Regions from separate parts of the Mus musculus genome. Here all the other regions are linked to region 3. A link is a contact called in public HiChIP or PLAC-seq and promoter capture Hi-C data. All regions are on one chromosome and are shown on one strand. Each heading gives the region's core, a stretch centred on a gene start, on an enhancer-like site or on the middle of the called end of the contact. The rest is flanking DNA. Distances are from core to core; before and after follow the strand shown.

Evidence for each region. Promoter capture Hi-C pulls out the DNA fragments that hold promoters and counts their contacts. HiChIP or PLAC-seq counts read pairs in DNA pulled down with a chosen protein or histone mark.
Region 1: a contact with region 3 is called in a promoter capture Hi-C map of embryonic stem cells, with 2.4 times the contacts expected there. The contact joins the promoter of Slc47a1 here to the promoter of Fam83g in region 3. A contact is called at or near these places in 9 of 39 promoter capture datasets (the 3T3-L1 cell line, 3T3-L1-derived adipocytes, the C10 cell line and 3 more), 3 of 115 datasets of contacts at active chromatin or transcription factors (embryonic stem cells and forebrain) and 2 of 9 other capture datasets (adipose tissue and macrophages).
Region 2: a contact with region 3 is called in an H3K4me3 HiChIP or PLAC-seq map of bone marrow-derived macrophages, with 2.6 times the contacts expected there. The contact joins the enhancer-like site here to the promoter of Fam83g in region 3. A contact is called at or near these places in 4 of 39 promoter capture datasets (the 3T3-L1 cell line, embryonic stem cells and liver), 1 of 15 datasets of contacts at CTCF or cohesin (large pre-B cells), 2 of 484 Hi-C or Micro-C datasets (embryonic stem cells and nephron progenitors), 10 of 115 datasets of contacts at active chromatin or transcription factors (bone marrow-derived macrophages, embryonic stem cells, epiblast stem cells and 4 more) and 1 of 9 other capture datasets (adipose tissue).
Region 4: a contact with region 3 is called in an H3K27ac HiChIP or PLAC-seq map of embryonic stem cells, with 3 times the contacts expected there. The contact joins the promoter of Slc47a2 here to the promoter of Fam83g in region 3. A contact is called at or near these places in 8 of 39 promoter capture datasets (the 3T3-L1 cell line, the C10 cell line, embryonic stem cells and 3 more), 3 of 115 datasets of contacts at active chromatin or transcription factors (craniofacial prominence and embryonic stem cells) and 2 of 9 other capture datasets (liver and macrophages).

The regions. Positions count from the first base shown.
Region 1 is chr11:61,375,347-61,379,390 of GRCm38.p6, forward strand. Slc47a1 (solute carrier family 47, member 1) reads right to left here and starts at 2,729. Exons shown (of 17, transcript NM_026183.5): 1 at 2,567-2,729. The coding sequence starts at 2,701.
Region 2 is chr11:61,415,839-61,420,024 of GRCm38.p6, forward strand. It overlaps the pseudogene Gm12271. Among named protein-coding and RNA genes, the nearest start is that of n-TWcca5, 9.9 kb to the left of the region's middle. Within about 2 kb of position 2,318, at least 22 of the 459 cell types and tissues checked have an H3K27ac peak or open chromatin away from gene starts, as enhancers often do. A contact at or near this core is called in bone marrow-derived macrophages, where this site is marked.
Region 3 is chr11:61,681,888-61,686,038 of GRCm38.p6, forward strand. Fam83g (family with sequence similarity 83, member G) reads left to right here and starts at 2,523. Exons shown (of 5, transcript NM_178618.3): 1 at 2,523-3,168. The coding sequence starts at 2,647. The region is part of intron 9 of Slc5a10 (solute carrier family 5 (sodium/glucose cotransporter), member 10); the gene reads right to left.
Region 4 is chr11:61,341,031-61,345,221 of GRCm38.p6, forward strand. It overlaps Slc47a2 (solute carrier family 47, member 2), which reads right to left and starts at 1,830. Exons shown (of 17, transcript NM_001033542.2): 1 at 1,587-1,830; 2 at 1,409-1,510. The coding sequence starts at 1,748. It overlaps Slc47a1 (solute carrier family 47, member 1), which reads right to left. Exons shown (of 17, transcript NM_026183.5): 17 at 2,370-3,498. The coding sequence ends at 3,272.

The sequences.
Region 1 (4,044 bases), core at 1,479-3,978, 310 kb before region 3:
GAACCAGTAATACCTGATCCATCTAGCTCATCCCCTAGAAGGATAAAGGCACAAAGTTAAGGGCAACCAAGGCATCTCACTCTCAGCTTCCATAATGCCCTGCTCCCAAGGCATCTGAAAATCTCCAGTCATATTCTGATCCTTCAGTCATCTTGGGTCTTGAGAACAACAGAGCCTCACAGACATATCACTCATGGGGGGATTACCTCTTGAGGGACAATAATTACCCCCTAAAGGAAACATAATGCAGGAGCATATCTTATGGAACCAGCAGCTTGTCCTCTTGAACGATGATGTCATCAGAGAGAGGCACATGGTGGAACCAGGACTGAAATAACAACCAGTCATACCAGTGTGTGAGAAGAACGATGTCTCCATGACCCTAGTGCAGCTTCTGCTAGACCACTGTATATAATAGTGATGCTTCCATGACCCTAGAAAAGCTGAGCTGAAAGCCACATGAAGAACTCTCCAGGTAGAGGAGAGGGGCAGTGAACTTCCTGAAGAGAGAAGGTTGAGGCTGGGGCTCTGAAAGGAAACTGGATGGGTAGAAAGGTGGTAAGGCATGATGGCCAAGCAGGGGCCAGTCCACAGAACTGAGTTCAGGGTTTGAGCAAGGCACTTTATTGCTTTGTTCAACACATGTGTGTAAAGGAGTACAGTTGGTCTACGAGGAGCATCTTGGGCAGAGCTCTCTCTGGAGGAGACTTGGTAAATGAGAAAGTTCAAATCCTGCCAGCCTGTGAGATGGCTGGGCCAATAAAGCCACTTGCTCCCAAGTGAACCACCCTAATGCAATGCCTGAGACCCACATGGTGAAAGGACAGAGCCCACTGAGGGCAAGTTGCCTTCTGGCCTCCACCAGTGTGCTATGGCACACACACACACACACACACACACACACACACACACACACACAAATAAATAAATAAATAAATAAATGTAAAGAGAAAGAAAGAGGGTGGAGGCTCAGAGGAGGTTAGCACGGCCACCCTATTCTCCAGGGGGGCCTGGGAGGATAGGACAGTAGATAATTACACAACCCTTAGGAAGCAGGGGGTGCCCAGCAGCTAGCACAGAGATGGAGGACCAAGAAGGGCTCCATACACAAGAGACTAAGCTGCCCGGGACAGAAATCTTGATGGCAGGCTTGCAAAGTAGTCCCTGGGTCACCTGGCTTCTCCAGCTAAGGAGTACAGGGGAAATTCCCAAGTGACCCCCCAAGTGATCTGAGAGCCTCTCCCCAACCCTTTCTCTGTTGGTCTTAGTGGTTTTTATTTGTTTGTTTGTTTGTTCATTCATTTGTTCTTTCTTCCTTTCTTTTTCCCTCTGTAATGGGTATGCATTGTGTTGGTGAGAAACCAATGACATACATGTATACATTCATGTTCCCATGTAGGAAAAGTAGCCAGTTCCCCTCTATTAGCCTAGAACTGGGGATCACGTGACTAGAAGAGGGCATGAGCTCCAAATGCTGCTGCTGCTGCTATTTTTCCTCTTTGGGTTTCTGAAGCAGGAGCTCATGCTGTAGCCCAGGATGGCTTGGAACAGTAAGTCACTCTAGTCACCTTTCTGCCCCAGTCTCCCAAGCACAGAGATTCCAGGCCACGGCTACCACACCACACCTGATTCTTAGGAAGCTTTTCTGGCAGCAACTCAGTGAGACTAAGTTACGGCAAAGCTGACGGCTCATAGACTTCATAGAAAGGAGAACGGAGCTGTTCTGAGTCCGTGGGCTGTTCCCTAACATGCTTGGGAAGATCCACACAGGAACTGAACTTCAAGTCTGGAGACTGAGCACCGCAGAGGGCTGTGAGCTCCTATGCCTCTCCTGGACCTGTAGCTGATGGCTTCACCCTGGGCTTTGATCTTGCTTCTCTATGCCCTATCGTGTGTGTCAAGAGGGCACACATGCCGGGGCTCAGGGGCTCCCAGGTGCTTGAATGTCTGCCTCTTGGCCAAATGTTTATTCACTCAGACACACAGAGTGTGTCAGAGAAGTGGCTTTCTCACCCTTGAGGACTGAAAACCCCCAAACTGACAGAGAACAGAAGGCAGCACGTGTGTGATGTGGTTCTGTGGTTTGGGGGGTTTTTTTGTTTTTGTTTTTTTCCCACGTTGCTTCTAAAAGCCGAGATTGAGAGAGACCTAGTCTAATGAGTAAAATCGACCCCACTAATAAAAGCACTTCCTACCCAAAGGGAACCTCATTAAAACCTCAGATTTTGAGCGCAGCGCTTAGTGGAAGAGGAGCTGACACAGGATGCTTCTGCGTCAGACATTGGCTCTAGATTCCAAATAGTTTTGAAAGCCTAATTCTAAGGTGACAGTTTACCTTCCTGTTTCATGCCTCTGCCTGGAGAGAGACAGGTCTGAGTGCTTTTATTTTCAGGAACCCCTGGCTTCAGGGCGCACGCCAAGAGTCACTAGGCTCTGCACATCCCCATAGCTGTGGCCCGCTGCAGGCTCTTCGGGTCCCCAACCCCGCCAAGTCAGACCCTGAAATTTAGGTAACTGGGCCCCCAGTCCTCGGGGACCGGCCTGCAGCCGAGGCCACCTGACTCACCGCAGGACCCGCCAGGACCAAGAGTGCCCGCAGCTCCTCTAGGAAGCCGGGCAGCAGCAGGCAGCGTAGCCCACGGCGCTCGGACGCAGCGTCCGCGCCTCCCGGCCCGGGAGCGGACTCCTCCGTGCGTTCCATGTGGCCTCCGTGGTGTCAGGGCTCGGAAGCCGCACGAGGACCCACAGGCCTGGAAGACTCCAGTCCCCGCCCTCGGCCGCCTCCCCTAAACCCGCCCAGCGCCAGCCGAGGATCTGCAACCTTGGACTCACCCCTTGCCCTTGCAACCCCAAGGCCTGCGCATCTCCAAAGGCTAGCCAGCACCCTAATGTAGGAACAGAAAAGTTTGCAAAAGTGCTGGAAGCAAAAGGAAAGAGCGCGCTGAGGCAAGGACCTTCCAGTCGCTGTCGCTGTCGTTGCAAGGGAGCAGAGGGCACTTGAGAAATTAGGGTGTGGAAGGACTTAGAGTCCTGAGACATGATCCCACTACGGTCAGCCAAAGGTCCGATCGTGGTTCCGCTGTGGCCAGCAAATATTGGATCTGGCAGTAGTGGGTGTTCAAGGTCTCTGCTGTGCAGCTTGTGGTCAGCTCAACACACACTTTGCTATAGGTTTCTATAATCTCTCTCTCTCTCTCTCTCTCTCTCTCTCTCTCTCTCTCTCTCTCTCTCTCTCTCTCTCTCTCTCTCTCTCATTGTTCCATTAAAGTACATAACACCTACCAGGGGGAAAAGCAAGCCACATTGTCCGGGTAACACAGAAGTGTTCGCTGGTCTTGGATGGTCAGAAACAGGAGATACTGTGGCAAGAATATACAGGTTCAAGGGACACCTGCAGCCTGGAAAAATGCAGGCTTGTCACCAGGACCCTACTCTCCTCATCTGTAAACTCAAGATGCGTTTCCACAGTCCCACCCACTTGCAGCCCTGCACAGGAGGACTGACTCACAGATGTTAGCTCCAAGTCAAAGGTGACTCCTGTGAGAGAGGCTAAAGTCCCTTCTGTGGCAACTGGTCTTGAATAACAAATGTTTCTGCTCACTGTTAGTTTCACACTGCTGTGACAAAATATCCCAAAAGCAACTGAAGGGGAGAGGGATTGATTCTGGCCCGTGGTTTCAGAGGTCTCCATCCATGTCCAAGAAAGGATAGAGAGGAGTGTTTTCTTGCCTTGTGACAGCCAGGATACAGAGAGACAAAATGCTCTTCAAGGACATGCCTGTGTGATTCGCTCTCTGCAGCTAACCTAGTTTCCAGAGCCTTCCAAAGTGAGACCACCAGGTGGAGGAAGACCTCAGCATAAGAGTCTGTGAGAGGCGACAGTTCATATTCAACCCATACCCTCAGATAACCAGGGACTCTGGAGTCAGGATTTGGGGGTTGGTATTTAAGTATTTAGGGATGGAACCCATGCCCAGCTTCACACACACACTGAGCAAAAGTCCTACCTCTGAGCTACAGCCACGGGGAATCTACAGGTTTAAA
Region 2 (4,186 bases), core at 1,068-3,567, 270 kb before region 3:
GTCCACTTCCCCATATCCTAATAGCCTTTCTGTTTGTTTGTTTGTTTGTTTGTTTGTTTAATGTATTTTAATAGCAAACTTAAGGAACAGCACAGAAGACAGACAACATTAAAAACATGTACTTGTATGTAGGGCAACTAAGTTAGAAAAGTATAGTGAATGGATGGAATCTACTGTGTGATAAAAATGCTACAAACACCATTTAGTTGCCATCAATAAGAAATTTACTTATTTTTTTAAAAATCCAAATGCTGGCATTGTCCAGAAAATTTTAACAGGTTTATTTATAATTGCTACAAAGTTGAACTGTTGAAATGTGTTCACTGAAACATTTTGCTTGCATTAATGCTTTACATCTTGCACTTATATTAAAAATTCACACACAAATGAACATGAAGAAACTGCCAATACCTGATTCTGTCCCCTATGTTTCCACTCGCAATCATATACTTAGGTACCTTTGACCCCATGGAAAAAATATCTAACATTCAGAACTACTGATAACAGGAAGAAGAGGGAAAAAAATTTTTTAAGAATGAAATATTTCCCCTCATAGTGGACTCTTAAGCACATTCTCCACGTATGCTAGCTAGCTGGATATCTTTTGGCATAATTGTTACACGTTTGGCATGGATAGCACACAGATTGGTATCTTCAAAAAGGCCAACCAGATAGGTCTCACTTGCCTCCTGCAAAGCACCAATAGCTGAACTCTGAAAGCGCAGATCTGTTTTGAAGTCCTGAGCAATTTCTCGCACCAGACACTGAAAGGGGAGCTTGCGGATCAGAAGTTCAAGGGACTTCTGATAGCATCTGATTTCAGGGTGTGCCACAGAACCAGGCCTGTAACGATGAGGTTTCTTCACCCCTCCAGTAGAGGGCGCACTCTTGCAAGCAGCTTTTGTAGCCAGTTGTTTCCTGGGTGCTTTACAGTTGTTTCCGGTGGATTTGTGGGCAGTCTGCTTTGTACGAGCCATGGTATGGACACCTCCTTACTTACCCCCTCCTTCTCCTTCGGCTGGAGCTCGGCAAGAGAGAGGCGGCGCTGGCGTTGAAGAGCGGCGGCTGCGGGACGAAGGCTGCGAACACCCTAATAACCTTTCTTTTCCACTACCTCTGGTGGGTGGTGGGCCAGAGGAGAGGTTGAACTCTTATTAAAGTAGGTTAAGAAAAATATATGCCTACAGGGGTGTGTTGCTTGCACAGTCTGAAATTTGAGCTTGTTGCCTCTCCCTTCTGCTCATAGACTGAGCTGGTCTGAAGGCTAAGACTGAAGTGTAACAATGTCAGGTTCAAAGAATATTCCAGCTCCCCTAATTCCAAAAGGCAGTCCAAATATCCACAATGAGCTCAACCTGGGCTATAGGAGGATATCTAGAGGCTAGATAGAAGCCAGCATTCCTCAGGAACTTGGGGAACACCTTCCCTCCACCAAAAGCAATCAGTTCCCTTTGCTCTGGAAGAAGGGACATCAATGGCACCTATCAGCTCATCAAAGCCCATGCTGGCCTCCAGACTCCCTCGGTGTCACAAGTACCCGGGACACATTCCAGAGTCCATGCTAGCATCCTAGCCCTTCTCATTTCTTGGGCTATATAAGCAACCTCATCCAGTGAGTTGCTGGGAGACACCCAGCTTCCCTAAAGAGCCAGCAAAGGCTTCTCTCCAATGGTCTTCACTTGTCTTCTGTTGTGAAAGTTGAGATTGTAACACAAAGAGGCAAAAAAAAAAAAAAATGACAGCAGAGAGCAACGGAAACAGTCGAGGTGGGTGCCGGCAACTGAGCGGTCATCAAGCCAAGCTGGAAGAGAAGTTTCGGAACCAGGAAGAAGCCAGGGCAAGAGAAAGGAGAGGCTAGAGAGGGTGGATCCAGACAGAGGCGGATAAAGGAGCCTAGTGTGGTAGCTAAGTCTGTAATCCTGGAAATTGGGAGGTGGGGATAGAAAGCTCAGGAGTTCCAGGTCAACCTCAGCTATATAGCAAGTTCAAGGCCAACCTGGGTTATGTAAGTCCCAACCACACAGATAAAATAAAATAAAATGAAAACAATAAACGGGTTTAAAGACCCAGAAAACAGAAACTGCAGGCCCTACTTAGCAGAAGTGTTCCAAAGAACAAAGGAGCAAGGGTCTCAGACCTCAGGATGAGAACTGTTAATTCTGGCTACTGTCAAGGGGGATCTTTTCAGGTACCCGAGGCCCTAACCAGACTGTAACACTAGAGGGCGCCATGCTCTTCTGCTTCACATGCACACTGCCAGCTGTTTGGACATCCTGAGGACAGACTGGTTAGCACTTGAGGACTTTGTCCTCACCGCCTGGGCTTTATATGGTGGGTCGAGCAAAAGAGCCCTCAGCCAGCTGAGTGAGGACAGCAGAAGCAACAGATGTCTTTCCTAACTGCCTCCCCTGGTCATGTGACCCTGCACAGGCTCTGCTTCTGGCCTTCGAGAACTAGAGGGACAATGGCAAGTTCTGGGTCTCCACACGCTGCACTGATGTTTTACCTCCATTAATGACATATACAAAGGTGTTCACAGCCACTTTCTGGTGAGCACCCAAAAGGGAACTGCCTCTTGTGCTGGTTAGGTTCCTACTGTTTGCTTGTTTTTGTTTATTTGTTGGTTTGCTTGTTGTGTGTTCAACTTGACACAAACCTAGTTGTATCTGGGAAGAGAGAATCTCAACTAAGGAACTGCCTCCATCAGACTGGCTTCTAGACAAGTCTTTAGGACATTTTCTTGGTTGATGATTGATGTAAGAGCATCCAGCCCACTGTGGCAGGCGCCATGCCTGGGCAGTTAAACCTGGTCTGTATTAAGTCAGCTGACTGTGAGCCTGAAAACAAGCCAGTGATCATGGTCCGTCCATGGTCTCTGCTTTGGTTCCCACCTCCAGGTTGCTGCCCTGCTTGAGTTCCTGCCCTGGCTTCCCTCAGTGATCAGGATGAGTGAGCCAGATATAAATGCTTTTCCCCACTCCTTTGCGTTTGGTCCTGGTCTTTATCACAGCAAGAGAAAGCAAACTAGGACACCCCAGGCTTGTACCAACTGGAGCAGGGACTGCATATGATCTGTCTGTTCTAAATGATAGAAGACAACTGGGCAAGGGAAACTTGCACTCATGAGGGAAGCTCTCCCTCACACAGAATATGGTGTATCGTTTTCCAAACATTCCAAATAGAAGAGGCCAAACTTCCTCAGAGTGGGAGAAAGAACAGGCCACTGTGGGGACAGGAGCCTTACCCCTGCATGACAGAGATGTGGGAGAAACCAGGCAGAGGAAGATACACTTACAGGATGTGCTAGGCAAGGTCGCTGTCTGTACTGCAGAGGCTCAGCTGTGCTGGCTGCCCCCTAAAGACAAATCATTTCAGGGACTCAGAGTCTTGCACTTGCACAAGTGGAGGAGAAAGTACACAAGAGTGTATGCATCCCATGCCCTCGAAGAGGCAACCCTCCAGTCTCTGTCCAATGGGGCTCTGCCTTCTCCCAGCACGATCGCTTTTACAGGTTCCCTGGCTGGTCCAGTGGGTAGTGACACAGGTCATGAAACTTCCTCCAGTGTCCATCTGCTGAGCCTTCTGTTCTCTCGTGGACTGGAAGACAAGCAAATCTTTGTCTGAGCTGGTCCCAGCAGCGCCTGGCATCTCCCCCTCCTGACGCTTCTCTTGGAGCTCAGGATAGAGTTAGGACCATGTGGTTCTATGACTGTACCATCCCTTCTAGTCCTCTGTGGCCAATGTGGCTGGACTCTGGGGACTTCTGATGTTGAGCAGGTGTGCTGCACAGTTGACACCCATCTGCTGAGGGACTTCCAAATGAGCCTGAGTTTGGGATTTTGCTCCCAAGTCAAACAGGGCTCAACTTGGAGTATTTCCTAACTCCGTTGGATTGCCTTGAAAATACTGAATAGGTGAAGGCCAAAGGCCCCTGGGCAAGGCAGCAGAATCACTATGTACTCCACATTTTCTAGCACACTGCACTGACAGCCTGCCTCTGATTACTTCCCACAACCTGAACATGTTCCAGCAGCCATGTATGATATTGGGCTGGACCACAGCCCAGCTGACATAGTCTAGAAATGTCCTTAAAGCTGAACAGACACCTCCCTCCTCTACCCCACCGACTTTCCATCCCCTCTTATCGGGAGGTGCCACCAGTTTCTTAGTGAATTTGGAGGGCTCA
Region 3 (4,151 bases), core at 1,273-3,772:
GGAAGCCATCAAGAAACGAGCCAAGCTACAAACAGACCCTCAATGAAGAGGACATTCGGAAGGCAGGCAGACACCTGAGATGCTAGCTAGAGTCAGGCGAGAGAGAAAGGAGGGAACCTTAACTGAGAAAATGTCTCCATAAGATCAAGCTGTAGATAAGCCTGCAGGACATTTTTTAAAATAGTGATTGATGGGGGGGGGGGGCGCCCAGCCCATTGCGGGTGGGGCCACCCCTGGGCTGGTGGTCTTGGGTTCTCTAAGTGAGTAGACCGAGAAAGCCATGTGAAGTAAGCCAGTAAGTAGAACCCCCATGGCCTCTGCTTCAATTCCAGCTTCTGGGTTCTTGCCTTGAGTTCCTACCTTGCCTTTCCTAGAGGAGGGACTGTTACCTGGAAGTATAAGGAAAATAAACCCTTTCATTTTCAAGTTGCTATTGGCCATGGTGTTTCATCACAATAGAAACCCTAACAAGGACAACAAAAGCCATCAGGATTCATAGCACAATAAGACTACTGGAGCATAGAGTGCTTATTTACCATATGAAAGGCTAGGCCTCATCCCTCGAACTGCAAAATAAATAAGTAACCACAATAATATCCTATACAAATATGCAAATGGATAATGAGCATGTGTTGGCCACATGAAAGACATTCACATTGTTGGTGGGGCTAGAAGACAGCCCAGAATTCTAGACCGCACTCTGGAAATTTGCTAATGATGCTGCCATTTCCACGGGATTAGGAGATAGAAAATGGCTGTCAAGGTTGGGGTGGGGACCTGGCTGCTTAGTTCTAATAAGTAAGGGCTCTGCAGTGTCACAATCCTGCTAGCTTTGGTTGGCCTCCAGCCTGCAATTCTGTAATCCTGCCACGCATTCCAAGTCCTGGGATTAGAGGTGTGCATATCTTGATGGTAATGGTTGTTAAACCTATACATAATGACAAGGCTGTATACCCCACTCCCCAGCGCTCACGCGCACGCACACACACACACACACACACACACACACACACACACAAGATCTGATGCAGCTCTGTGGATGGCCCAAAGGATTTTCTGGCCAAGACAGTCATATCAGATGAAACTGGAGAAAATGAATAGCCTCTCCATTCACTCTTTACAGCTTCTTGTGACTTGAGTGGAGCAGATGAGCCTTCCAGCCAGAGGGCCAGGTTCCTTAATGAAGCCGGGAACTCCACAGTGGTAAGAACAAGAGAATAAACTGAGGGTCAGCACATCTTTGTTGAGGGTACAAGACTCACACTCATCACTGCCCCTCTCTGCTCCTTGGGAATGGGAGGTAAGGAGGTGACTCAGGTGCCCGAGGTGGGCAAGAGTGCCAAGCAAGAGCAGGTATGAACCACAGTGTTCACCCAGTGTAAGGCCTGATGAGGACTTTGAGGCTAGAGGTGAAGGGTTTGAGTCTGGGGATCAGTGGTGAGGACTCCAAGGATGCTAACTAGGCTTTGAAGCTTTGAAAGCAGTGAATGCAGGGCAAGGAGGCCTTACTGGAAAATGAACAGTGAGGACATGTCTGGAGGGTACAATGTTGCCATTAGCTTGTCCTCATTAGGTTAAGGCCAGGGTCCACTGGGACTCAAACCAGCTCTATCCTGACCCAGAGATGGTAAGTAGGCTAGAAAGACAGGGCAGTATTGGCCTGGTGTCCTGAAACAAGAAGCTTCAGGAAGGAGCCCTTTGCCAAACTGCACCTGACATCCTGCCCTCAGATAAGGACCTAATGGTCTCCATCACTGGGGAACAGCCAAGAGCTGCGTTTGAGCACAGCTTGGTTCTCTCTACCCTTTTCTGGCGCAGGGTTCAGGCATGTGAGGTGCACCAGGTTCTGCTAGGTGGGATCCCAGCAAGCAGTTGGGCTCAGGACTAATCTGTATCTGGTCTGTGCACATGGAGAGCAAGAGTGTGGAAGCAGTTGGAGCTGGAGCTGGGCCTCGGCCCACGACCCAACCTTCAGTCTACAACTGGACAGCTGAGCATCCCACCCGCAAGACAGAACCGGGCCAGAGATGGACCAGGATCGCCAGCGGGACTGGGGGGCAGAGGAAGACTTCCACGAGGCTTAGAGGCAGCAAATTGTCCAGCCTTGCGCCGTCTGAGGAGATGAATCAGCTTCCGGCTCCGCCCCCGGGGCCGCACGTGACCCCAGGTGAGGGTGGCAGGGTGGGCGGGACCGCCCTTAGTCACCGGCGGTCCAGCCCGGTGCCACCACCAACGCCTGTGGTTCCTCGGGTCGTCCGGTCTGCACGGCGCCACCTGCTTGGTAAGCAAGTCCCTCCTCCGGGTTTGCGAGCCTCACTTGGGCTGGCGTCCCGGCTCTTACTCCGGACTGGGGCGAGGGTCCCCGTCAGCCCCAGCTTATTCCCAGGATTCCGAGAACCTCAGGCGGATCCCAAGACAGAGGCAGAGGACAACCGCGGCCCTGGACGGCTCTGGCTAACCTCGCCACGCCTCGCTCCGCCCACACACTACCCGCCACGCCCCTTCCTTCGCCACGCCCCCGCCCGCCCTCTGACCCCGACCGCGGTCTTTTGCTGATTCCCTCAGGTGCGGTTCTCAGAGGCGCCGAGGCCCCGGAGCCTGAGAGCGCGGTGCCCGTCGGGCCGCGTTCCCACAGCGAGGGCCACCATGGCCTTCTCCCAGGTGCAGTGTCTGGACGACAACCACGTGAACTGGCGATCCAGCGAGTCGAAGCCCGAGTTCTTCTACAGCGAGGAGCAGAGGCTGGCCCTGGAGGCCCTGGTGGCCCGGGGTCGCGACGCCTTCTACGAGGTGCTGAAGCGCGAGAACATCCGCGACTTTCTTTCGGAGCTGGAGCTTTCGCGTATCGTGGAGGCCATCGAGGTGTACGACCCGGGCTCTGAGGACCCGCGGGTCTCGGGCCGCCGCCCCGAACCCCAGGACAACGGAGGCGCGGATGCCAGCGAGGAGACCAGTGCGGCGGGCGGGCCCCCAGCCACGGAGACGCTGCCCTCGCTGGAGTATTGGCCCCAGAAGTCGGACCGCTCCATCCCGCAGCTGGACCTGGGCTGGCCTGACACCATTGCCTACCGAGGTGTGACCCGGGCCAGCGTCTACATGCAGCCACCCATCGACGGGCAGCCGCACATCAAGGAAGTGGTGCGCAAGATGGTCAGCCAGGCGCAGAAGGTGAGGCGCCACGGCGAGACCCCCATTCACCCAGCACGCATGGGCACCGAGACAGCCCCTGGACCTCTGACTGGCCTCTCGGTTGCCTCCTCCGGTGATCAGAAGCTGAATGTCCACTCCCTCTAGCAGGTGGCACTGGGCTTCCAGGCTGAGTGGGCTTCTGTGCCCTCCTGGAGTGTTTCTGAGTTCCCCAAATGCAAACCATGAGCTGTGTGGGAGGAATGCGGCCTTTCTCTCACCCACTCTCCCTTATCTCGTCTCAGACCCAGGAGCAGATAGAAGCTTGCACACATACATGAGCTTGCTGGCAGGGGTCTCGGGAGAGACGTGGAGGCTGGTCTGGAGCCCTGAGGAAATCTGCCTGCTTCCTAGCTGTGCTGTGTGGCTGGTGGTGGTTCTCCAAGCTTTTCTCTGAGTGCTACAGTAGCAGCAGCTGTCCAGGCCAGAGCAGGTGGTACCTATTGAAGGTTTTCACCAGTGGAAGAGGTGAGGGTATTTACTTAGGTTGTGGTTTGCCATCAAGAGGCTCTTCAGGCCTTGTGTGGATTCCCTTAGCTGACAGCCGTTGACTGGGCTGCACAGTGCCCGGCTTTGGGTGACTGCTCCATACTGACACACACACATCTTGAGAAGCTGTGTACAATGCTTGTACAGACAGTCAAACCATAGCTGGGTGGCCATGAATGAGCAGAGGTGTGCCTGATTTGACAGGCAAGGTAGCCCAGCAAGTTGCGATATATCTAGAGCAGGTCTGTCTTCAGGTGGTAGTGAGAGTGTTCCTACCTGGGTCTGACCCCTTCACTGTCCGGGTCCAGAATGAGGCAGTCAGTGTACAAGGCCAGGTGTCTACCCTGGGGACTGATCTGGCTGACAGGGCCTGGGGAGCTCTTGGGCAGAGACCAAAAGTGGGTCAGTAGCTGAGGTGGCTCAGCTTTCCCCCAGAGTCGAGGCTCTGTCCATGGGGCCACTAACTGAGGGTTTCT
Region 4 (4,191 bases), core at 580-3,079, 340 kb before region 3:
ACCAGTCATCCTCTATAGCCCAGGTTTGTTCAAGCTTCTACCAGACTGAGCACAGTCAGAGCTCTCTCTCTCTCTCTCTCTCTCTCTCTCTCTCTCTCTCTCTCACCAGGAACAGCATTACAACAAAAGATGAGACAAAAATGACTAGGCCCGTAATTCCAATGGAGGCAAGAATATTGAAACTTCAAGGCCAGCCTGGACTACTGAGCATGACCCTGTTTCAAAAACAAAATGTATAAAACTTAACATATCTAACCACTGGGCCACTACCTTCCCAACAATTAGTTACAAGGTAACATTCACTAAAAGCAACATATCTCCTTGACTCATTTATGAAGGGCTGACAGTGGCTCTCACTGTCCTGCCCTTATCTGCAGAAAGCCCTGTCTGTAGAACACACTGGTGCTCCCACGGACCACCGCCAAGCCTCCTGTCTCACTGTGGGTCGCATTTATTCCTGTTGTTTTTACATCGAAACTCTAGAGACATAACAGGAAAAGGAAAGGAAATTGCCAGACAACAACAACAGAGAAAGAGGAGAGAGAGAGAGAGAGAGAGAGAGAGAGAGAGAGAGAGAGAGAGAGAGAAAACTATAATTCTGACAGTACAGTTATAGATCCATACATAAACTGAGACACACACACACAGAGAGAGAGAGAGAGAGAAAACTAAAACTATAATTCTGACAGTACAGTTATAGATCCATACATAAACTGAGACACACACACACACAGAGAGAGAGAGAGAGAGAGAGAGAGAGAGAGAGAGAGAGAGAGAGAGAGAGCGAGCGCCAGGTCTCTCTCCTCCATTATACTGAAAGAGAAACTGCGGACCTCCACTATTGCACAGGGCATTCCAACATCCTAGCGGGCAGAAGGGACACTTTCGGAAATAGGGGAGGACCCAGTCGCCATCACCTCCCTTGGAGGAAGAGTTTCTCTCCTGTCTGAAAGTGAGGATCAAATGCAAGCGAGCTGCTTTCCACTACCTTGCTAGCAGATGGAGAGAGGCTTCTAAGGACGCGGGATTGCAAGCCATGAGGAAGAAAGACACTTTACATGCAATCTTAATGAACCGTGTAACTAATAGCTTTGGTGGTTTGGTTTCAGAAGTGGGGACACAAAGTTCATTTAGGGTAGCTGTGCACCATGTGGTCTGCTTGGGACACTCCTTTCATGTCCCCCCAGGACGCAGTGCCTGGGGGTTGGGAGGGGGTGAAGCGGGGATTTACTCTGAACTCGCTCTCTTCCCAAATCTGAAGATCATAGTAGCACGGTGGGTCAGACCCAGACCCTGCAGTTCTAATTCGGATTCTTGGCACTGAGGCCATTTCCAGCGCTATACAAATAAAAACACATTAAAGCTTTCCGGCTTTACCACATCATCAGCTGAAACAGTTAGCACCTACGGAAACAGCGAGTGTCACGGCGTCCAACTCGACTTTGCCCAGGTGTCCGCAGAAGATGGAACTGACGATGCTGATGAGAAAGATCATCAGCTGCGCCAGGAACTGCAAGGAGCAGAGAGGCGGTCACTCTCGGGCCGCCTGAGGTCGCCCCGCGCCCGCAGCTCGGGGTCCAACTCACCACCGGGCCCGCGAGCGCCACTAGCGCGGCCGCCTCCCGTCTCACGTCGGGGGACAGCGCTCCTCGAAGGCCCAGCAGGATCCTCAGACTGCGCCCCCGTGGGACGCGGACCAGCTCCGGGGGCTGGATGGTGGCTCCCAGGCTGTCCTCGGCCGGCTCCATGGCACAGGCTCAGATAGTGGCGCGATCCACACGTGGAGCCGTGAGTCGAGTAGCCACTGCGAAGTGCAGGGAGCCGGGCGGGAACCGCCCCACGCGCCACCCCGCCCCGGGCGCCGCGTCCAAATCCAACCGTCGCCGAGCGCAGCGCGCGGCACAAGCCTCGGCCTGGGTGCTTATAGACACAACAAGAATTAAGCTGAGGGATGGTTTAGGTGGTCCCATCCAAACGCCACTGTGTAGCTGCTGGTGTAGCTCAATGAGGAATGCCTGCCTGTAGCAGACTCCAACCCCAGCCCCAACCACCAAAAGAAAAAATAAATTGAGCCGTTTTACACTCATAGTGACTGACGTTTCTAATTGTGTTCATTTTCTGTACTTTGGAAGTTTGCTGAATTATCCGTGTGTACTTAATCAACCCTTCAGAGGCTGGAAGAATTGGGCTTCGACTTTGTTCAAGCTTTGTCCAATGGCCACCACCAGGGGGATTGTCACTCTGGGTCTTCATCGCTTTACAGCTCCAGAGACCTCCCGTTGCCTGCACCCCTCTCCCAGGGGAATCTGAGCTTCCTCTGATGATTTATAAACGCTGTTTGCTCACGGAATAATAATCTACAGCCCAGAGACATATCATAAAATGTATTTAATAGAAGTCACACAGCAAGAATATAGAAGCAGTTCAGATATAGTTTTGTAGCATAGAAAACAATAGGCAGAAGAAATAGGAATTCCAGCCCGGAATGAAGACAGTAGACAGCAGTGCATGTTTGACAGTGGCAGATGAATTAATACTCCCCCATAGTCTCCCCCACATTGCACTATATGGTGTTTACCTTATTTATTAGAGAAACAAAATTTTTGAATTCTCAGTTCATAATTCCCATGGGCACAGTTGAATTCTGTTAACTATAATGACTGGCTCTGAATTGTCTCTATGTTCAAAACTGCACGTGGGCCCAGACTTAAACAGTGATTCACTTTCCAGGGGCTCAACTTTAACATTGATGCAAAAGTGACACGCATTCAGAAGAGACTGTTTTTGAACGGGGAGCTTTTCCTGGGTTCACAATGTGTGACACTATCCTTTGGAAACATGGGGACAGTGGCAGTGAGCTAGAGTCTCCAGGTGACTCCCTGCAATCCCAGGGGTGCAAAATCAACATTCCGGTTGGTACAATGTTTCGAATACTGGTATTTGGTAGGTAAGTATATTGCAGGCATTGTCCACTCCAGAGCATCTCCTCTGCCTCTGTCTCATCTATGTCTCTTTGTCTTTCTGTTTATATCTCTTGGGGGGGTGTCTCCCTCTCTCTGTCTCTCTCAAACACACACCCAAAGAGAGACACATACAGAGAGAGAGAGAGAGAGAGAGAGAGAGAACTTATGTTAGAGGGCCCAGAACATGCTGAACATATTGCTGTCTGCAGTATCCCCAGCCCTGATGTTTCAATGTGGGGTGGATTTGTTCAGCATTAACTTCACAGACTGAGGAGCACCCAAGTTGCTGGATTGATGGCATTCCCACATTATTCAATTCTGATATAGACTCTCACTAAAATCCCACCCACCAAGACTAAGACTACCCCTAGGAGCAGGAGTCCTCTCCGTAAGGCCAACTGTTTCCCAGACAGTTTATTGCTGTCCTTTGGACGGATAGGCAAAGCTTGTTGCTGGTTCATCGGCTGGTCCAACTGAGTCTCGTCTTTTTTTTCAAGATCCGTCATCATAATTTCTCCATGGCTCTCAGGACACACTGTGGGGAAAAGGGGTCTTAGTGAGTAGCTTGAAAGGATTCTTACTTTCATATGTACAGATGGTGGTGGTTATTATTTGTGATTGTTGCTAGGAGAAAGTTAATTCAAGAAAAAAGTTGTTATAAGAAAGAGAGAAAGAAAAGAAAGAAGAAGAAGAAAGAAAGAAAGAAAGAGGAAGACAGACAGACAGACAGACAGAAAGAAGGAAAGAAAGAAAGAAAGAAAGAAAGAAAGAAAGAAAGAAAGAAAGGAAGGAAGGAAGAAAGGAAGAAAGGAAGAAAGACATACAGATAAGAAGATAGGAAGGAAGGAAGCAAGCAAGCAAGCATCTTAGGGCGATGCTGCAGGGGAAGGTCTGCTTTCCCTTTAAATGACCATTAATGTTCCTTCAAGTCGTTTTTATTTGTTTCAGATAAGGCACTGTAGAGAAAAACATAACAAATCCATCAAAATTGCCAAGTCACACCGACCCACTCCTCCACCTGACTTGCAATGAGCTCTGCCCTCTGAAATCTCTTTACACTGACATGGTCTGTCCAGAAGTTCCCGTCCACCATTAGGTTCATACAAGACAAGACTTGTACATGCTCAGAAGTGTCCTCTGCTTGACCTAAGTCTATCCCATAGGACCTTGCTAGGTCTCTCCCATACAAATAGGCAGAAGTGACTCCAATATTATCTTTTTACTTTCA